Linked DNA regions of Ovis aries: regions 1 and 2 are each linked to region 3. Evidence: chromatin contacts called from public Hi-C data. All regions are on one chromosome and are shown on one strand. Each heading gives the region's core, a stretch centred on a gene start, on an enhancer-like site or on the middle of the called end of the contact. The rest is flanking DNA. Distances are from core to core; before and after follow the strand shown. Region 1 overlaps CD44 (CD44 molecule (Indian blood group)). Region 2 has its middle 17 kb from the start of TRNAC-GCA. Region 3 holds the start of CD44 (CD44 molecule (Indian blood group)).

What was found. Hi-C and Micro-C count contacts between places; a contact is called where the count stands out from the background.
Region 1: a Hi-C map of blood shows a contact between it and region 3, with 2.7 times the contacts expected there. The contact joins the enhancer-like site here to the promoter of CD44 in region 3. A contact is called at or near these places in 2 of 16 Hi-C or Micro-C datasets (both in blood).
Region 2: a Hi-C map of tail adipose tissue shows a contact between it and region 3, with 2.0 times the contacts expected there. The contact joins the enhancer-like site here to the promoter of CD44 in region 3. A contact is called at or near these places in 4 of 16 Hi-C or Micro-C datasets (blood, muscle, skin fibroblasts and 1 more).

Annotation. Positions count from the first base shown.
Region 1 is chr15:64,489,826-64,494,763 of ARS-UI_Ramb_v3.0, forward strand. CD44 (CD44 molecule (Indian blood group)) reads left to right here. Exons shown (of 11, transcript XM_060399518.1): 2 at 4,216-4,381. Among named protein-coding and RNA genes, the nearest start is that of CD44, 35 kb to the left of the region's middle. Within about 2 kb of position 2,771, at least 10 of the 54 cell types and tissues checked have an H3K27ac peak or open chromatin away from gene starts, as enhancers often do.
Region 2 is chr15:64,403,816-64,408,801 of ARS-UI_Ramb_v3.0, forward strand. No RefSeq gene overlaps it. Among named protein-coding and RNA genes, the nearest start is that of TRNAC-GCA, 17 kb to the right of the region's middle. Within about 2 kb of position 2,411, at least 27 of the 54 cell types and tissues checked have an H3K27ac peak or open chromatin away from gene starts, as enhancers often do. A contact at or near this core is called in muscle and tail adipose tissue, where this site is marked.
Region 3 is chr15:64,454,860-64,459,319 of ARS-UI_Ramb_v3.0, forward strand. It overlaps CD44 (CD44 molecule (Indian blood group)), which reads left to right and starts at 2,924. Exons shown (of 11, transcript XM_060399518.1): 1 at 2,924-3,116. The coding sequence starts at 3,050.

The DNA.
Region 1 (4,938 bases), core at 1,521-4,020, 35 kb after region 3:
TATGTGTGCAGATACATAGATAGGTACATATACACAGAATCTTGCATATAAGTAATTTCACAGGTTTATAGACTCCTGAAGACCCGCTCATGAAAACTTCTTGTCCCTCAGCCCTACTGGTCAACTGTGTGACATCCCCTCCCCCATGCTACTCACCTCCTAGGAAAGTCTGGAGACCCTCAGAGGCGAGTTGGGTAAAGATTACACAGTGTGGTACTCTCAGAAGAGGCTGTGATTTTCTTCCACTTGTGAAGCGACTGGAGCAAACCAAGAAGCTACTCATCTCAGGCCCTAGGCAAGATTTTGAAATGTGCTGGGGTGATGTTACTAGAAAGATCTATTTTTCTTGATGTGAGTCTTAGTGAAAAATATAGGCAAGATTAATAGTGTTATGGGTCAGCTTTGGTGTATCCAAAAACAAATATACCTAGAACCCCACGGAATTGGTGTCATAGCCCAGGAGTTGGAACCCTGACTCCCCGACTTGGGTGACTTTGGACACATTATTTAATTTGTTTGTGCCTCAGTTTCTTTCTGTCTAAAATGGGCTTGGCAGTAGTACCTATTCCATAGCACTTTTGTGAGAATTAATTTAGCTGAAGTAGATCACCCGCCTAATGAGTATAAAACACCCATTGGCTCTAATTAAGTGCCAAACATCATATGGAGTGTTTGACATGCTTTGTCTCATTTCACGGTCCCACAAACCCCGATGGCACTGTCATCCCATCAAGGAGAAGGCTGAGTGTCAGAGAGGAACTATCTATCTGTGTAACCCAGAGCTAGTAGCAATGTCAGGACTTTAAGCCAGGTATATCTGGGTATATCTCCTCTAAGTTGAACTACAAGGCTTCAATGTGAGTTGGTGCCAGGGAGTGGATTACACAGGTCTCTTGGTGAGCACGTTTTTTTGTGGTCTTCCCGACAGGCCACTGATAGAGCTCTTCCCACATGGGCAGTGAGATCCCTGGGTGCCGGGCCCATGGTTTCTCTGTCCTCCTGGCAACTGCATCATAACAAACACTCTTCCTCCTTCAGATGCCACCCTGAATCTGAAAGTGGCCTCCAACCATTAGTGTTACCCATCAGATCTCTCAGAGGGAGGAACATGGGATCACTCCTTTATTTCATGATTTATTGGAGACCAGAGGGTCCAGCGGAAAGCAATCTTGATTCATGTCCAGCTGGACAGGCTTATTGGAGAGATGCATTTGGCCATTTACTATTAGGCCCTTGAGTCACGGCAGCTCCTGGATCACAGAGATCTCTGTTTATCCAGAGCAATGCCCAGATATCTGGGGAGTCCTGCCTCACTACAGGTGTTGGCAGTGTGGCCATTGCCAGGGACACAGGAGGCTGTCCTGTGATTTGTGGTCCATGGCTACTCATGCCTCAGCCTTGCTCTAACTTAAACCTTGGGATATTTCTGGCTCTACATGGGGGAGGTTGAGAGTGCATAAAATGTTTTGTAAATTAGGTTTAGAAGTAGTGGCCTGGTGGTTAATCCTGTGGTCTCTTGGTGCCCAGACTGGCTGGGTTTGAATCCTAGCTCCATCATTGTGAGTTCTGTGAACCTGGGCACACTTCTTCCCCTCTCTGTGCCTCAGTTTCTGTATCTGGAAAGTGGGGACAATAATATTACCTACCGTATACGGATAAAATGAGTTGCTGCGAAGTTGCTTCAGTCATGTCTGACTCTGTGCGACCCCATAGATGGCAGCCTACCAGGCTCCTCCATCCTTGGGATTCTCCAGGCAAGAACGCTGGAGTAGGGTGCTATTTCCTTCTCCAATGCATGAAAGTGAAAAGTGAAATTGAAGTCGCTCAGTCGTGTCTGACTCTTCGCGACCCACGGACTGCAGCCTACCAGGCTCCTCCGTCCATGGGAGTTTCCAGGCAAGAGTACTGGAGTGGGGTGCCATTGCCTTCTCCATAAAATGAGTTAATACTTGTCAAATGGGTAGAAGAATGTCTGGCCTATACATCATAAGTGCACAATATGTGTTAACAGCTATTATTGCTGTTAGTATTACTAATACCCTTTGGGGGTAGTAATTTCTGCTTGTGTAAGTGTTAAGGAAGTGTTGGAAAGTCTTCATACATTTTGAAGACTTAACGGATACACAACCCTGAAAGGCTTGGTCCTTTTTAAGGCATGAGGGACCCAGAGGGGAGGAATATGAATACTCTTGACCTGAAATGAAGGTTTTGGAACCGTCTTTGGAATTCCCAGATGGCTGAATGCCATCAGGGCTAGGATAGAACCTTTTTTATGTGTGAGATTAAGATGAATATAAGCTGTGGAATCCTCACATTGCATAGAATTTCTTCATTCATCCAGCAGCCCCTTTTCTGAGATCTACTGCACGCCCTGTTTAATCTTCGTGTTTCTAGGAAGGCTGAAGCTAGATTTTATCCATGCTTTCCTGTCTTGGCTGACCATAAGCACACACCACACACACTCACTATTCTCACACACACGTAGAGACACCCTCACACTTGCGTGTGTGTTGTCTATCAAGGGATGTTGTTTGCTCCTCGTGGAACTCAAGAGATTTTATTCACAAGTATCAATCTGAATGGTTCCTTTCGTATTTGCATATTCTACATGCCAGGTGGCAAACTCAAATTTATGTTAATAACACAGAAACTGCCATTTAGCTCCAAGCCACCGTCCATGCCTCAGACTTTATATTTAACCTGGGAGTGACAGCAGCCACCCGGCTGCGTGCTGACGGCCACGCCCTGCCTCTCCTGGCATCTGCTGAGATCTCTCCTAACAGTCTCACCTCCAAGAAGCTGATTGGGAGGCTTTGTTTCTCTTTTGTAAGCTACACACAGAGGGCCTCCGGAAGGACAGTCACCCAGCGCAACAGTTTCTCTTGGCAAAGATTGGCCAACCGAAGCCAAAGCTGAAAATGTCAGTAAAAACAAACAGGATTTCAAAAGCGCCTTGTCCGTTCCCCTCCTCTGTGCTCCTCTAGCCTCATCAGCCAAGCGTTGTGTGAGTGGCTTCCGAAGGACACCATTAGACCAGAAAGGAAATCCCCCAAACACGTTTGCTCCATCTCACCTAGTTCTGACACTTTTTTAAAAGCATCTCTGCACTGATGAAACAAAAGGAAACCACTTGATACTGCCTTATGTCTTCTCAAAGCTCCATTTCTTCTTTCACTATGTTCAGAATCGAGAAAGATTGTGGCGAGGCTTCACAGTTCTCTTATCATCTCGGTTTGTACTTTGTCAGACACTGTTTTCTCATGGTTGGAAGCTACTTCCTGCTCAGAGAGGAGAGAGCACTTGTTGTCCTTACAGTTCCATTAACACCGATCCTATCTTCGTCATTAGGTCACAGTTGTTCAGGCGTGTCCCTCCAGAGTGAAGACTGGCTCTAATGACATGAAAGGATTCCTGAGCACACGGGAATAAGTGGATCAGAGTGTGGGTTTTGGTGTTAAATAGACCTGAGATGGAATTCCAGCTCTGCCACTTAATTGCTGGGTGACTTTGGGAAGTCATTTCCTTTTTCTCAGCTCCAGTTTCTTCACCTATGAATAATATGTATATAACTTACCTATAAGTCACCTCGCAGGCTTCTTGAAAGATGATGCCACACAGAACCCCAAAGAATCTAGGTACCCAGGGACGCTGCAGTCACAGGCATCCCCACCCTGGCTATCAGCTCGGAACTGTATTGCTGAAACAGAACAGCTGGGATTCAGGAAGGCAGCTACAGGCTCTGGACAGCAATCCTCACTTCCTTGGGCAGCTCACTTTTCTGAGCCTCAGTTTTCTCAATGATGTGCTCAGTCGCTCAGTCGTGTCTCTCTGTGGTCCCATGGACTGTAGCCAGCCAGGCTCCTCTGTTCATGGTATTCTCCAGGCAAGAATACTGGAGTGGGTTGCCGTTTCCTCCTCCAAGAGATCTTCCCAACCTAACGATCGAACTCAGGTCTCTTGTCTCCTGTGTTGGCAGGTAGGTTCTTTATCGCTAACGCCACCTGGACAGAATGTACAAGTGGTGCTACTTTCCTGCGTTTTATCTCAGGTTTAAGCATGAGGCAGCAGTGCTTTGACATGCTGCAGTGAAGGTGGAAGGCTCTGGCCAGTAGGGAAGATTATTTGGCTTTGCAATGAGGCTACTCCAAAACAAAGTTCTTACCCTTTCCAAATGATGGATGCAGAACAACCTAACTGTTTCTTTTCATCCCACAGATCTGAATATAACCTGCCGATATGCAGGCGTATTCCACGTGGAGAAGAATGGTCGCTACAGCATCTCCAAGACTGAGGCTGCCGACCTCTGCAAGGCCTTCAATAGCACGCTGCCCACCATGGCCCAGATGGAGGTGGCCCGGAGCATAGGGTTTGAGACCTGCAGGTAAGGGACCAGCACCCGCCTACGCCCCAACTAAGCCCACTGAGGAAGGCAAGCTGCCTGGGTCCAGGGGGCGGGGCTTAGACCCGGAAGCGTCCTCTCTGACAGCTGAATGACTGGTTGCCTGAAGAGTTGGCCCCACCCATGAATTTGGGCAAGTCAATCTGGAACCAGTATGACTAAAATTAAGGCCAGCTAAAGACATCTTTGTGAGTCACAGCGGGGTTTCCCAGGGGAGGCTTTAAAGGTCGCAGGTTGGAATCCACTTGCTTGAACCCTCCTGTCAACAGCGCGCGCTCTGGGCTTTGAAGAAGCCGGCAATATCATTGTCAGAACCACAAGGAATTGAAAAACCAAGTAACTGTTTAAGATAAGTCCGTGCCTGGTGGAGCCTTGACCCTGTAGACTTGGCTGAAGCAGGTTTTTCAAACTATTTTTCTCTCTTTTGATTTTGATTCTCTTTTGTGTTGCTCTGATTTGGGAGAAAAGGGCATGAAAATTATTAAGATGTATATTATTACAAGTGATTGCAAAGCAGTGAGAGGAGTTGAAGGAGGCCT
Region 2 (4,986 bases), core at 1,161-3,660, 52 kb before region 3:
CTTCCCATGTCTCCTCATTTCACTTGGAGGAAAAGCCTAAACCAGCAGCCCCCAAAGCCCCATCCGATCTGATACATCACACTCCAGCCTCACCCCCTCTCCTCCCCACAACCCCATCACCCTCACTCGGCTCCAGCCACGGGCAGCCTCCTGATTGGGCTCAGGATGCTCTTCGCCCAGACACCAGCCCACCTCAAGTCTTCGCCTGCCACTACTTGACTCAGAACTGATTCTGCAGTGAGGACTCCCTTGGTTTTCCCTCCTGAATTGCAGCTTCCATCCCGGTTCCTGGTCCTCACCCTGCTTTATGTCTCTGTGTGTGTATGATACGTTTTACATATTCATCACATTTTGTTGTAATTTTGAAAAAACAAATCTGTCATTTTTATTTCCTGCCTCTCCCACTTGAATGTAAGCGCCATGAAGTCAGGAATTTCTGCCTATTTTATTTACTGCCCTATCCCCAACATCTAAAACAGGACCTGGTATGTAGTGGACGTTCACTCAATATTTCCTGAATGAATAAATGAATTCTTGGCTCATTCCTATTTGATATCATCACTATCATAATTTCCCTGTCACACCTTTTAATTCTCCTCCCTTTCCTAGCAAAGCAAACACAAACACACACACACAACAAAAAAACCCCCGCAATATACTATTAATCCCCCCTCCTCAACTTCATAGTTCTAATAATCTTGTATATTATATATATTTTACATACACACATATATAATACATACATTATTTTATATGTATATTTTATCTATCTACACATACATTATATTTTTCTTTAAGATGGGAGATTTGGAGTGTGGAGGGCCAAGGGAAAAGAATTTGGGGAATTCTTCAGCCGGCTGACCTCTGCCCTGCTCCCAGCTCCCTGTCCATGCTCCCCTTTACCCCTGGCCAGCCACCCTCCCCTCAGAGTCCTGCCTGGTGAGTTCTGCCCCCCAGCAGCCTGCAGCATTTGGGCTGAGATGGTTGGAGCCCGCAGGTTCAGCCTGTCCGGGATCCTCCTCATTGACACACGTGGACCAGGCTGCTGCTTTTGAAGGCCAGCATTGGCGTGTGACTTGAATCAGGAACCGGCATCTAGAACTCTGGAATGGAGAGGGAGCTGGGTGGAAGAAGCAGCAAGCCTAGTTCCCCACCGCTGACTGATTCTGTTTGCGCTGTTTCCTCTCTTCACCACAGCACCACAGCACCACGTGGGGTTACCAAGGAGATAGCAGAGAACAGAGCCGGCTGAGACGCGGGGGCGTGGGCGGCAGCAGACGGTCACTGAGGACAACGCCCTCGCCCTAGGCCCCGCCCCTCCTCCCACGCAGGAGCTGGAATTCGAGGGGCTGCTTTTGGAATTCAAACCAGAGCTTGCCCACACCTACTCTCTGGTCCTCCTCCGTGCCTCTCTGAGGAGGAGGATCTGCGGGCTTGGATCCTGCTCCTAGATCTGCTGGCTTTTCTGAGCCCTGGGCGTGTATTTGTGTTGTAAGAAAACACCTGGGTTTTCTCAAGGGGCGGAAGAAATTGGCGGCTGAGCTACTCTGCTCTCGCGTGGATGAAAGGCTGTGGATGAGGCTGTTGATCACCACGGAGGCCCTGGACAGTTGCAGGAGCCAGGCCCCGAGACCTAGATTCCTCTTCTGAACTAGCCTGTCTTTAGCAGGACTAAGTGATAGCATGGGGACATCCACACCAAGCTTTGAGAAGGAACAATGCCTTCTAACCGCTAGCTCTGATGATGAGCTGGCCCCGTTTGTACATGCCAATGCCTAAATGAGACTATGTTTGGATTTGACAAGTCTTTAGTAATACACGGTAATCACGGAAATTCCGTTAATTCATGCTGCTAGACGTACGTCTATGGGGTGGCACAGAGTCGGACACGACTGAAGCGACGCAGCAGCAGCAGCAGCAGCAGATGTACCTGGTGCTTTCATCTTTACAAAGCTTGTGTCCCTTCTCAGCCTTCCACCCACGAGGGGGGCTTTATCTCTCCCGCTTTACAGATGAGAAAGTGGAGGAACTTTCTGCTAACATAAATGTATTAGGAAAGTGTTTCAAATGAAGATCTCACCCAGACATGGGGTGTTTCCCTCTCGCTCCTGGTAGACAAGTTCCTTAAACAGGAGTCTCACGAGTCTGAGGCCTGAAACCACAGAGCTTACTGATGTAGCTGCAAACTGCAGCTCTCAGCCAGAAAGAGAAAAGTCTAGAAGAGAAAGCACATTGCATTGGAGGACCTTAGCATGTCTCTCACAGGCGGACTATTTACATGTGTTCCCCTCACGGTCTCCATAGCAACTGGCAGAGATGCAAAAATGCTTCGTCAGTATTTGTTACAGAGTGAGAAGAGAGCGCTGGAGATCCTCTTTCTCCCAGCAGTCAGGGCTATTTCCATCCGCTGGCTTCATGACTTCTCCCAGCAGCCACTTGGCAGGACAGTTTCAAACAGCAGGGAGCCTGTGAATCAATCGGATTGGCATCTGAGCCTTGCAGGATGGAGGGACCTCATCTCCTGCTCCCTCTTGCAGGCAATTATGCACGGAGTCAGGAAGGAATTTTGCTATTAAGAAGTCTCAATAATAAGGAGCTGAGAGGTTGTGGTTTCCAGCTTTTAACCACAACATTTAAGGCGTGGCTCCATTTTCCTTATAGTTTCCAAGTGCACATCATTGCCTAATTCTCCCCAGAGAATCGAAATTGCTTTGTGATGTATATGTATCAATGATGTGAGCTAAGGCTCAGGGCCAGCAAACAGTCTCTTTCAGAAACCTTCCTCCCCAACCCTCTCCCATGTTGCACCTTTAAGTGATAGCTTCCACCCTTCTACCTCCCATGCTGATGGGCTCCTTATTCCGGAATGGGGGCTCCACAGTCACCTTGCTGTGATGAAAATTGTAATTCAACTCCCCGTATGTGCCCCAGAATATTGTATCTCCAGCGTTTCAGTTTGTGACTTACACTATGTGATTTATGTGCTATTGGTTAGTGTGTCAAAACCTTCTAAGTGCTTTGGGAGAAAGAGCAATCAGAGAATCTCTGACCTTCAAAGGTCTTACAGTCTAGTTTAGCTCTTATATAGCATGCAACCCAGCGTTACACTCTCAACATGAGACCAGCACATCTGTTAAGGCCCATAGGAGAAACTGAGTACCTATGCAGTTGTCCCTGGTGGGGCTGGACTCATGGCTGAGTGACTGGTGCCATCGATTCATGCTCAGAGGACTCGCTTGGGGTTTAATGTCCTAACACTGCCATCTTACAAGTCTTAATTTGACTTTGAGTTTGTATTTTCTGAGTGAAGTCTGTTGGGACAATGGAGCTCAGCTCACTATCCCAGCTTCCGGTAGAAGCAGATGCAGGTAGGGGGGTGGCTGGGCGGCACCCCATGGCATCTTGGGGGGGAGCATGGCAGTACTGTCCCTTCCCGAGGCTGGCAGTACCGCAGTGCACTTGACTGAGTGGGAGCCTCTCAGTCATTCGCATCGGTGTGCCCAGTGTGTGATGAATTTAATATACTCAAAATAAAAAAATAAAAATAAAAAAACAACAACAAAAAAATAATATACTCAAAATAATCATGATTTTTAGAATCGACTACATTTATTTTTTTCAAGCATTTGTTTATTATGGTGAAGCAAGCACAATGTAAAATTTACATCATAAATCTACCTTGTGGGAGATTTTCCTAGAGACTAAACTGACTGAATTTTTGTTCTCTAAATCCAGACAGACATGTTAAGTGTTGAAAAGTCTCATGCTAATGATTTCTTTCAATGCTCTTCCAGCTTTGGAAAGGAGATTCCCCTTAGAGGTATATTTTTAGCAAAATAACATCTTGTAAATTTTCCTCTTCTTGCGCTCAACAGATAGCTGATGGCATAGGAGGCTGGCTGGTCCATGCTGACACCATTCATTGGGTATCTGCCATGATACGAGCTGAACCCTGGGCCCTGGGCAACATGGAAGATGTAGAGAAAAAAGATGGTCTCTGCCTCTAGGAAGCATGTGAGACCTTCAGCTAGGGAAGAGAGATAAATCTATAGCTGCTGAAGGGAGCTGGCTAAGAGCTCATGGGCAGCTGGAAGGTCTTCGTGGCTCACTCCACTCAGAGCACCGTGTTGTCAGGAGAAGGCTACTTGGCCCAGACTGAACAAGTGGAACCTCGGTCTACTTGTGAACAAGGCTTGATGACTTACAGGCCATTGGGAGTTGCTGTCCACAGCTTGACACATTTTGAGCCTGGACACATTTGAGCCTTTGTGTTCTCTCTCTAGCACAGGAATTGCTTTTGGAAAAGCACCATTTCTTGGGTCAACATGGAGATTACCCTGTGGAAGACCCTGGATATATGAATTATTACTGACAAATATTATTGAGGGTTTGTTTTATGTGAGAAAGCATGGCAGATTCCAGGCATATAGACCCTGCTTTCAAGGTCTCATGGTAGATTAGAAGAGATACAGATGTATGCAAATGACCAAAGTGTGCCTGGAAATATGGCATGGGGGTGTACTTAGTTGCTTCAGTCATGTCCATCTCTTTGCAACCCCATGGACTGTAGCCCACCAGGCTCCTCTGTTCATGGGATTCTCCAGGCAAGAATACTGGAGTGGGTTGCCATCTTCTTCTTCAGGGGATCTTCCCAACCCAGGGACTGAACCTGTGTCTCCCGCATCTCCTACATTGCAGGTGGCTATCCACTGAGCCACCTGGGAAAGTGACAATCAAAAGACCTAATATGGAATCTTGGCTCTGACCAGCTGGCTCTGTGACTTTAGTCACATCTTGTAATTTCCCTGGGCTTTGGTTTCTTTATTTGCAAAAGAGATTTGTGGCTGGGAGAAGAAAAATTGTCTATTTGGTCTCCAAGTTGCCTTTCTGTTTTAAAATTTCCTGTCTCTTTGAACCTCCTAGAAATAATCATAGGCAAGATTCTCTCTGACGTTGTGTTGGATTTCTAGGTCTTCTGTAACAAAG
Region 3 (4,460 bases), core at 1,674-4,173:
GGACCAAGGTTCAAGATGACCCAATATAGTGGTTTTTAATATTTGCGTGAAGTCAAATTCTTTGTCAAAATGAAATCTCATTCAGCAGTCTAGTGTATAACATTGATGCCAGAGGGAGCTCTGTGGCTGGGATGGGGACTCTAGTGGGGGAGGCATGCTGCTGCTGCTGCTAAGTCGCTTCAGTCGTGTCCAACTCTGTGCGACCCCAAAGATGGCAGCCCACCAGGCTCCTCTATCCTGGGGATTCTCCAGGCAAGAATACTGGAGTGGGTTGCCATTTCCTTCTCCCATGGGGGAGGCATAGCCCACACCTAAGCCTTTGCTTTGATCCCTGTGTATGTTTCTGAGGAGTCTCCAAGGAAATACCTAGTTCCATGCATGGAACAGAAAGACAAACATTGTTTCCAGTCTTTCTAGTGACTACAAATATCCATTCCACTTTCCCCCTCTTCTCCAAAACAAAACAAACAAGAAAAAAAGCTGAAAACCCTGGAAGTGACACAAAACAGCCACGGTCATTCCTTGTCCAGTGTTCTCTCCACGAAACTCACCAGGGCTGGTTTCTCACGTGATCAGAGCCTGAAGATCTGCCTGGAAGCCAGTTTGCCCCCAGTTGCTGAAGGAAAGTGTCCTCTTGGTCACAGATGGCTCGGCCAAGTCAGCTACTATTGTAGCGTTTATCAGCATACCTGTTGGTCAAGTGGGGCTCTTTGTTTCAGACGGGCCACCCCTTTGGACGTGGAATGTCAGCCACTGAGCAGCTGGGGAACAGTAAGTCCAGCGATCTTTCAGCTCCAAATACTCTCCCTGAAAATGCAAGAGGAACAGCCCCTAGTCAAGCAGGCTCTTCCCAACTCAAAACTCACACTGAACTACATAGCATTTGTTCTAAATGTTTGTCTCCCTGCAAGTTCATATGTTGAAATCTTAACTTCCAGTGTGAGGCTATTAGGAGGTGGGGCTTTTGAGAGGTAGTTTAGGTCATGTGAGTGGAGCTCCCGTGAATGGGATTAGTGCCTTTATAAGCAGATGCACACAAGAGAGCTTGTCCTCTCTCTCGCCCTCCATCCCCTTCTCTCCCTCTTGTGAGGACAGGACAGGACAGAGAAGATGACTCTCTGCAAACCAGAAGAGTGTTCTCACCAGAACCGGACCATACTGGCACCCTGATCGTGGACTTCTCAGCTTCCAGAACTGTGAGAAATAAATCGGTCATTTAAGCCACCCAGTCTATAGTACTTTGTTATGGCAGCCTGAACTAAAGCAGTAGGGATGGCTGCACAATTTCATGACTGCATGAAAAGCTACCTAATGGCTAAAATGTTAAATTTTCTATTAGGTGTATTTTAGTACAACAACAGCAACAGCAAAGTAAACTTTCATTGACTTCCTGTTTCTTAGGGATCAAGCTCAAACTTCCTAGTATAATTTACAAACTGGCCCCTGCTTACCCCCTAGCCTCATATCTTGCTGTCCTCCTTCAATCTTTTTATCTGATCAAATGTTCCAATTGCTCTCCAAAATAAAAAAGTGGTTACTTTGCTTTAAAAATGCTGGCAAGGCTCTTTCAGGGTCTCTTCACAGTTTCTGGTATCAGATTCAGTAGTCCAAGTTAGCAATAAATGCTGCACTTGCTTTTCAAATATTGTATCACAATGTTACAGATAGATATGGAATTATAGTGCAAAGTATGATTTTTTCAAACTCAAAATGAGGAATATGACAATCTCCTCCCTTTTCTGAGATTTGCTGAGTAGAATAGATTAGGATAGAAAGTGGATTAATATTCATGTAGATAGGAATATAAACGGGACCAAGAAAGAAGGGATCGATGTGTGGGTGGGTGAGAGGAGGGGTAAAATGATGAATGGATATGTAGATGATGGATGGATGGATGGATAGATAATGTGTGAGTACATGTATGAACAGATATGTGGGTATGGATGGATGGAGGGGAGAATAGTATATAGATGGATGTGGCTTTACAAAGAGATGTGAAAAGATTAATAGATGGATGAGAAGTTGTATGGGAGGGTGGTTGGAAGAAGATGTGGTTGATGGATGGGTAGACAGAATGGCTGGACAGGAGGCTGGGTGCATGTCAGTGCATACCGATGGACAGGAGGGTAAATAGATGTGTGAGCCCTGGAGAGACACAAGATAAAATGGGTAGATAGAGGAACCCGTGGGTGTTTGGGAGGATGAGTGAGAGTGTGAGTAAGCCAAGGAGGAATGGATAGACGGAACCAGGTGCCAGCCTGGGACCGGAAGATGATGTACAGGTCAGTAGAGCCAAATACCAGCCCCGTGGCTGGCTACCATTAGCTTTCCCTGAGCAGTCCTGCTAAGAATCAAAAGTCCACCCGAAGCGTGTTAATGAACTCCCTTCTCTTTCAAGGGAAGGTCGACGAGCTCTTCCTCCCTTCCCTGGAAGAATCGCAAGCTCCCGACCATGCGCAGGGGAAAACCACACTTCCACGGTCCCAGCCCCTCTCCCAGAATATCCAGCTGCCTGTGAAACCCACAGAGAAGAGTTCCCCAGCCTGAGTCAAAAGAGAAACTTCGCGGAGGGGAGAGGCCAGAGGCTGAACCCAAAGGGGCGAGGTTTCAGGACTCAGTTATTCCCTCCTGCGTCCAGAGGCTGCGCTCCCAGCCGCCAGGAGAGAAAAGTCGGTGCGTCCTGGGTGCACGGGGACCCCCTCGGCCCTCCGGGGTGCGCGCCCAGACACCCCGCTTTATTATCTCGGGGGAGAACGGGGCGGGGGCGGAGGGGCCAGGGCTAAGGAGAGCTGGTACGTCTTTAAACTTCTGCGGGCTGCTTAGTCACAGCCCCCTCGCTTGGGTGTGTCCTCCCTCGCTCCCTCCCTCTTAGGTCACTCTCAACCCTCGAATAAAAACTGCACCCAACTTCCGAGGCGCCCTCATTGCCAGCCGGACCCCAGCCTCCGACAGGTTCGGGCGCCCTGCTTGCCCCGTGCTTCGCCGGCCCCCGCCCAGCGCCCGGCCCCTCCGGCTCCACTCCGCTCGCTCGGTCGGTCGCTCCGACGCCATGGACACGTTTTGGTGGCGCGCAGCTTGGGGACTCTGCCTCGTGCAGCTGAGCCTGGCGCAGATCGGTGAGTGCCCGCCCGGACGGGAGGGAGTGGCCCGGACCCAGCCGGGCGGGCTCCGTTGGCCCTGGCGGGGTCGGGGTCAAGTGGGCGGCGAGCGGCTGGGATTTGGCGAAGGAGGACCGGGCGAGGATTTGCGCTAAGCTCTTGGAGAGCCTGTCGTTGGGAAGCACCGTTTTGTGGAACGGCAAAAAGAAAGGGCGCAGAAAAGTTTGCTGGGCAGCAGGCTGTTGGCGCGCGGTTTGGGGTGGGGTGGTTGGAGCCGGTGGAGCACAAGGAACTGTACTCCTGGGTGCGCGCAGCCTGTCTGGACTAACACACTCCTGTGCCCAAGGGCACTTCAAGCCAGGCTGCGCAGGGCAGGGACAGGGGCTGGGGTAGGGACAGGGGTGCTAGCGAGGTGGCCATAGAGGTGGGCACTGTTGCCCTCTGTGAGGGTTGGTGGCAACAAGCTTCCCAGAATGGGGTCCCGCGTTCCTGTGGCTCTCCCATTTCACCTAGGTTCCAAAGCTCTTACAGTTGGCTCCAGTCACGAACAATCTTAACGCTTGTGGGAACTTGAACCTTCTCTGTGGCAAGGTTCTGGGTCGCCACGAGGTGCCAGCCTGGGGCAGGGAGTGTGAGTAGGATAGGCAGTGACTCGGCCAGCTGCTCCATCCTGGCAACCTCCTGCAGGCTGCCAATCAGTTAGGGGAAATCCAGACAGTCATGTGGCTCCCAGTGGGTGCCTGGCAGCCTCGGAGCAGGACAGAGAAGCAGGCTCCTGGGTGGCATCAGGGATCCCGGCGCCTGTATCCCATCCCCACAGGGTCCGTTCTTCTCAGGGGCTGTCGAGGGGGTGGCTGCGTGTGAGGTATTCTGGCAAGGCTGAACTCCAAGCATTCCTTTTCTTTGTCTTTATATGTGCAGATAATTACATGGCTGATTTGCTTATCGCTAGCAAAATTAATTTTTCTTTTAAGAAGTGCCAGCTGGGTCATTAAGACAGCTCAACCTATGGTTAATTCTACTCAGCAAGTGTTTATTAAACCCAGCTCTGGGGGTACCAGGAAAGTAAGAGACACAGTCCTACCGGGGTACTTTAGACTGAGAGGATAAGTGAGGGTCTAGGATTTAGATTCCTGAATCAGAAAAGTAATAATTAATAATAATAATTAACAGTAATCATAATGGCAGCACCAGCCACCATTTATTATACATTTGGGCTGGGCCAGGCACTGTGCTAAATTCTTTACACGCGTTATCTCGTTTTACCCTCAACAATGGCCCACTGAGAAGTGTCCTGTCGTTAGCCCCGTTTTGCAGGAGGGCAGCAAACCGAAGCTCAGAGAGCTTAAGTGACTTGTCTGT